Linked DNA regions of Arachis hypogaea: region 2 is linked to region 1. Evidence: chromatin contacts called from public Hi-C data. All regions are on one chromosome and are shown on one strand. Each heading gives the region's core, a stretch centred on a gene start, on an enhancer-like site or on the middle of the called end of the contact. The rest is flanking DNA. Distances are from core to core; before and after follow the strand shown.

Region 1 (3,016 bases), core at 431-2,930:
AATTCTTCTGGAAAGAAAAATACGTATTTTCAATAATATTTAAAAACACGTATTTTCAATAATATTTTATTTTGTAAATATAATTTAGTAAAACTTTTTTTTTAATATGCTTAAGGAGATTAATAATATAAAGCATATGTAGTTTTTATCGTTCTTTACGAAATTATTTATTTATATATTTTTAAAAAGAATAATATATATTTTATAAATGACATTAAAAGATAATAGAAAAGAATAAATTTAAAAAATATTATTTTTAATGAAAAAAATACGTTAAAATTTTGAAACATAATTTAGATAATTTTTTTATTAAAAAAATAATTTAAATATATTGGTATATTATAATTTATATATAATATAAAGAAGGGTATTAATGTAATTTCACTTAGTTATGATTTTCTATTTTCTTACTTTTTCTTTTATCCAAACATAAAAAAATTTTCTTTTATTTTCTTTTCATTTATTTTCTCTTCATCCAAACAACATATAAAAAAAAATCAACTTTTTCTTTTATTTTCTTTTCTTTCATTTTCTTTCCTCTCATTTTTCATTTTCCATCCAAATAAAATGTTAAGAAATTGATGAGGATGGCCAAGGAAAAAAAAAGTGTGATTTGAGTGTATGCTTTTTCTTGTTATAATTAAGTGTTACATGGACTTTTTCCCTTTTCTTTTTATATATGTTACATATTTTTAGTTAAAAATAAATCCTACATGGTTAATAATATTGTAGTCAAATATAGTTAACATAAACAAAGAAATTATACAAATTGATTATGTTTTCTTTTCTTTCTTGAAAAAAAGCACAGACAGATAAAATTTTAACAATTTATTGATGATCACCAATATATATCTTGTTAAAAACAATTATTTTAATTATATATCAAAAACTAACCACCAAATTAATTAATATAAAATATATAAATTAAAAATAAATTAAATAATATATATTTATATACAAATATATAATTAACTTAGTAATTAATTTTTAATTTGCATATAATATTTTTTAAAATTATAAAGTGAGGAGAGAAAAAATATAATGTATTAAGTAATTATTATAGTATTTACATATAGTTATTTAATTTATTAAGAAAACAAAAATTAATATTAATTTAAAATATATAAAAATAAATTAATTTTAATTATTTAATATTTATTTAAAAAAATAAGTTATAACTTCACACCAAATTTAAAAGTAATAAAGAATTTGCCAATATATTAATACTAAAAAAGGAAGACGTAAACTCTTGAGGTACATAGTGTAAAAATAGTATAAATATCAAATTTTAATATATTTTTTAATGTTATTTAGGTTTCTCTCACTGTACCGGCTGCCCTAACTGAAAGCGACTGCGAGCAACTGTGTCTCTCTCTATCACTACACATTATTTATTATCGAAAAATATTGGAGAATTAATAAAATTTATTTTTTTAATAATAATTAACTATTAATATTTAAAAATATAAATTAAAAATATTTTATTAATTATTATACTAAAAAAATTAAATTAATTATAAAAATATAATTATATTATATATACATATGCTAAAATTAATATATATTAAAAATAAATTAAATTATTTATATTTATATACAAATATTTTGATAATGTACTGTATAAATAATAAATTTTGATCACTGTTAAATATATTTTATTATTTATTTTTGTTTTTTTTAATCACAAATTCATTCATTCACCGACTCATCTTCTCTAGCCGTACCCCCCCTCTCTCTCTCTCTCTCTATATATATATATATATAACAAACACTACCCTTACACTCTGTCTCCTTCTCTCTCTCTCTCTCTCTCGCTCTCAAGAGTGCTATGGTGGATCTTCAGACGGTGTGCTGCATGTGCGGCGACGTTGGTTTCCCCGACAAGCTTTTCCGATGCAACAAATGCCGCCACCGCTTTCAGCACTCGTAAGTATACTCCTATCTACGCTACCTCCCTCTCTCAGATTGAAGGATCGGATCATGAATTCATGATCTCACTTTTCAATTTCAGGTATTGCAGCAACTACTACGGGGAGTTACCTGAAATACAACTGTGCGATTGGTGCCAAACCGCAAAAACCGTCGCTTCCAATTCCAAGAAACCGCCATCTCTTGCCGGAACAACCAACCGTTCGGAATATTCCGGCGACAAAATCAAGCATCATGATCGCGAAGTAGAGATTACCGCCTCAGAGAAGGGAAAGAGCCCAACGCCCTCGCCGAGAACCGCCACACGCAGGTACAAGCTTCTCAAGGATGTCATGTGTTAAAACAAATAAACAAGAAGCTTAGATCAGATCAACATCAATCACCACCACTACTACCACTACTACTAGCTAGCTAGCTATATTAATTAGTATTAGTCTTAATTAATTAGGTGACTATTTATATTACTCTGTGTCCAAGTAGTAGAGCTTTGTGTGCGACGCGAAATTGCATGTGTGTTTATATCTTTGATCTTCGCTTGATGAGTTGCTTTTTCTATCGAGCTAAGTAATATAAGTTGTGAATACAGCTATAAAAATATGGATATGTATATTTAATGTATGATCTAGCTTCAACTTTTTCTTTCCCTTTTCTTCCACAACATACTTATATCGTTTTGCGTAAAATCATGTATATCATCATCGCATACGAACAAATTGATTAATGCATATGATATGAGATATATATATATATATATATATATATATATATATATATATATATGAAGTATGGGTTTCGTGCATGAAATTTGTTAACCAAAGTGTTGGTTAGAAAATCATATTATTTGATTGGAATCCAAAATTGATACGCAAAGGTGAATGATACATTAGAAACAGTTACTAAACAGTATATATATGTTATGGTAGTTATATACGATACGACGTTTAATTTGGTTCTGAATAGATCAATTAAATTAATTAGAGCTTATTAGCATCCCACTAGTTAATTTAGTATTATTAATATTATATGGGAAAAGATAAGGGATTGGATTTAGATGGAGAAAGCTAGGGGGTTTGACTGATGTGGCATG
Region 2 (3,157 bases), core at 194-2,693, 36 kb before region 1:
AACGAGTGACCGAAGAGAGAGAGAAAGAGAGAACGATGTCAGTGATTGAAAGAAGATCTACTAAGTTTTCCTCTTTCTTCTTTGAATTTGAAATAAAAAAAGGAAAAAATGTCTAAAAAAAAATAAATTGAGGGCTCAATATCTAATTATTGATTTTTTCAAAAATAAAAAGCCAACTTTTTTTTTATAAATATTTATACAGTAGTTAATGATACTCCCACACAAAGTGAGAGTAAATAATCCATAACCATATTTAAAAAAGACACTTTAAGATTCAAGTTAATAAGTATTTAAAAGATAAAAAAACTCTATCAATATAAATATAAAATAGTTTATAAGACATAAAAATCATAAAATTTATCTTATCGGTCTTTTATTGAAATATAAAAGGTGTCTTTTATAGATATAGAATTGATAAATAATTTTAATCTTATTGTTATATTACGACTTATCATGTATAATAAAAATTGAGTTATAACTCATTTTTTGAGTAACAAATTACAACTCTCAAGTTTTGTCGATCAATAATAGGGTTAATGATCAAATTAGTTTCCGTAAGATGAGTCATTCTCTAAATTCGTCCCTGAAAATTTTTATCAATCAAATTAGTCATTTAAATATTATAAATTAATTACTTTTGTCCTTCCATCATTTAATTAATAGTTTCCGTCAACGATTGATGATATAAAATATTAACTGATATCATACATGACACCTATCATATGTAATTAAACGTTGAACAAATATATTTATAAAAATCAATTTAGTCTAATTAATTATATATATAAATCATAAACCTAATATAATCTTATGATACTAAATTGATAAATTTTTATAAATATATTTATTCAGTGTCTAATTAAATAATCTAGACATTATGTATAATGTGAGTTAATGTTTGTGTCATCAATTGTTGATGAAAATTATTAATTGAGTAACTGAAAAATAAAAATAATTAATTTATAATTTTTAAAAGATCAATTCAATTGATAAAATTTTTTAAAAATAAATTTAATAAATAAATTATCTTTTAAGGACTAATTTAACTATTAAATTCATTAATAATATAATCTAAGCTAAACTTAAAAAATAAAATTATATATAATTCGATTAAAAGATATATAATTTGAATAATGACTAATACTATAAAATTAATATGGTCGTAATTCTAATAGGAATTTAGTATCGGAATATCTAATTCATATTATATATTGAGGAGTCTCTGTAGTGAGTTGGGAGCAGAGGGGCGTGCCTGATTCTGAATTTACAAATAATGGCGGTGGACGGTGGTGCATGTATTGAGCATATGTCGTGGTAGCCTCTGAATTTAATTACTCACTAGTTAAGGTGTGCATTATGCAATAGATGGTGACATATATAATATATTATTTAGAGTAAGAGAGCATAAAGGGCCACAAGTGGATCATCTATCTCTCTCCCAAACCCACCCACAACAACACATAATAATTTTTGAAGCGAAAGGAAGACTAAGAGCGAATATGGTCCCACACGATGCTTATCATCTCAAAACTTGACAGGCGAAGATGAGTAAATTTGACTTCCATTTAAGAGTGTATTGATAAATAAATTATTACATATATAAAGCGATATTATAAATGAATTGATTATTTTATCACTTTAAAATAATTTTTTGATTTATCTAAATAGTATCTCATAACTTGACAGGTTAAAGATTAATTCGTCGCAGATCTAAGTTCTATTTAAGAATTTGTTTTTGGTCAATGAATTATTGCATGCACAAAATGAAGTTCAAACTCTCAACACTTGTTTAAGCGAATAAATGAGCTGACTACTCGATCAATCCAAGTTGGTTTATCACCTTAAAATAGTTAATCGGCTCAAAGCTAACCACTATAATAATGAACGCCATTGATTTCACATATAAATTATTAATGATCTTGACTGCTACGGCGCACGTGTTTCGCATGAGATGACCCCACAAAATGTACATAGGACATAGCTTTCCGTCCATGGAATTGTAGAGCACAGTAGTTAAGCCCTCACTTCGTAGTTCTATTTATGGCGTAGGAGACTTTGTAGTCCTATACATGACTCACTTTGTAGTCCTTTCTTTTGTTCCTTTTTCCGTTTCCCTTTTTGTTCATACAAATTTATTTATTGACGATTACGTCCCTTTTCCAAATACGACAAAACCAACACACCCACTTGTGAACATGATGATCACTTTTTCTTTGGGTATTACCGTCTTTTCACTCTTTGGCTGGTGTAATAGTTTCACCGTTACGCTTACCGCTTTGTATTTGGCTATTTGCCTGCTCTTACCGTGATAATTGCGACAAATGTTAATGCCTTTCTAAACAAACAAAAAAAGTATTTTTTAAATTTTAAAATTATAATTTTTAAATATAAATTATTTATATAAAATATAATAAATAAAAAATTAAAATTAACTTAATAAAAAAATACAGTATTTTTATTTAATAAAATAAAAAATATTTAAAAATGATTCAATAATTATAAACAAATTTACTCGTAATTCATTTTATGGGATTGTTGATTTTTAAATATTTTTTATTAATTAAAGAACAATATATATTTTTATCAATTTAACCAATTTTAGTTGTTGAACATATTCTTTTAGAAAAAAATAAAATAAATCTTTTTATAATTTATTCTTTCTAATAGTAAATTATTTTTTAGAAAACATTCTATTTTTTCCTTTCTATGTAATGTATGTATCTAGTGGGAATATTGAGTCTATTTTTTTCAACCTAAGATACCTGTCTTTCTCTCTTTAATGAAAAATTATACTCCCGCTAAAATTATGTGAATCAACCAGCGAAATGAGAATTTTTTTTTCTTTTTAACTTTATTTCTTTTTCGAATTATTCGTCAGAGCAAGCATTTCCATTCAAGAATAGTGTCATTGTTCTTCACTTCTTCTCCACAATCATTGATTTGATTCTGTATTTTTTATATATATCAATTATGATTTTGACACCCGTTTACATCAATTTTATAAGTATATTTAATTACTTATTGTAATGTAACTAGAAATATTGGAAATATGGCTATTGTTTCGGTTTAGAAACATGCAGCAGACTGGCGTATAATTTAATTAATGAGAATACTGTATGTGGTGGTTTGTTTGAAGCTGGACGCTGGTGCTTTCTTT

What was found. A called contact is a pair of places that touch in the nucleus more often than the background predicts.
Region 2: a contact with region 1 is called in a Hi-C map of leaf, with 1.9 times the contacts expected there. The contact joins the enhancer-like site here to the promoter of LOC112735643 in region 1. A contact is called at or near these places in 4 of 8 Hi-C or Micro-C datasets (leaf and an unstated tissue).

Annotation. Positions count from the first base shown.
Region 1 is chr2:7,591,738-7,594,753 of arahy.Tifrunner.gnm2.J5K5, reverse strand. LOC112735643 reads left to right here and starts at 1,680. Exons shown (of 2, transcript XM_025785174.2): 1 at 1,680-1,926; 2 at 2,012-2,547. The coding sequence starts at 1,829. The coding sequence ends at 2,270.
Region 2 is chr2:7,627,812-7,630,968 of arahy.Tifrunner.gnm2.J5K5, reverse strand. No RefSeq gene overlaps it. Among protein-coding and RNA genes, the nearest start is that of LOC112735653, 36 kb to the left of the region's middle. Within about 2 kb of position 1,443, at least 3 of the 3 cell types and tissues checked have open chromatin away from gene starts, as enhancers often do.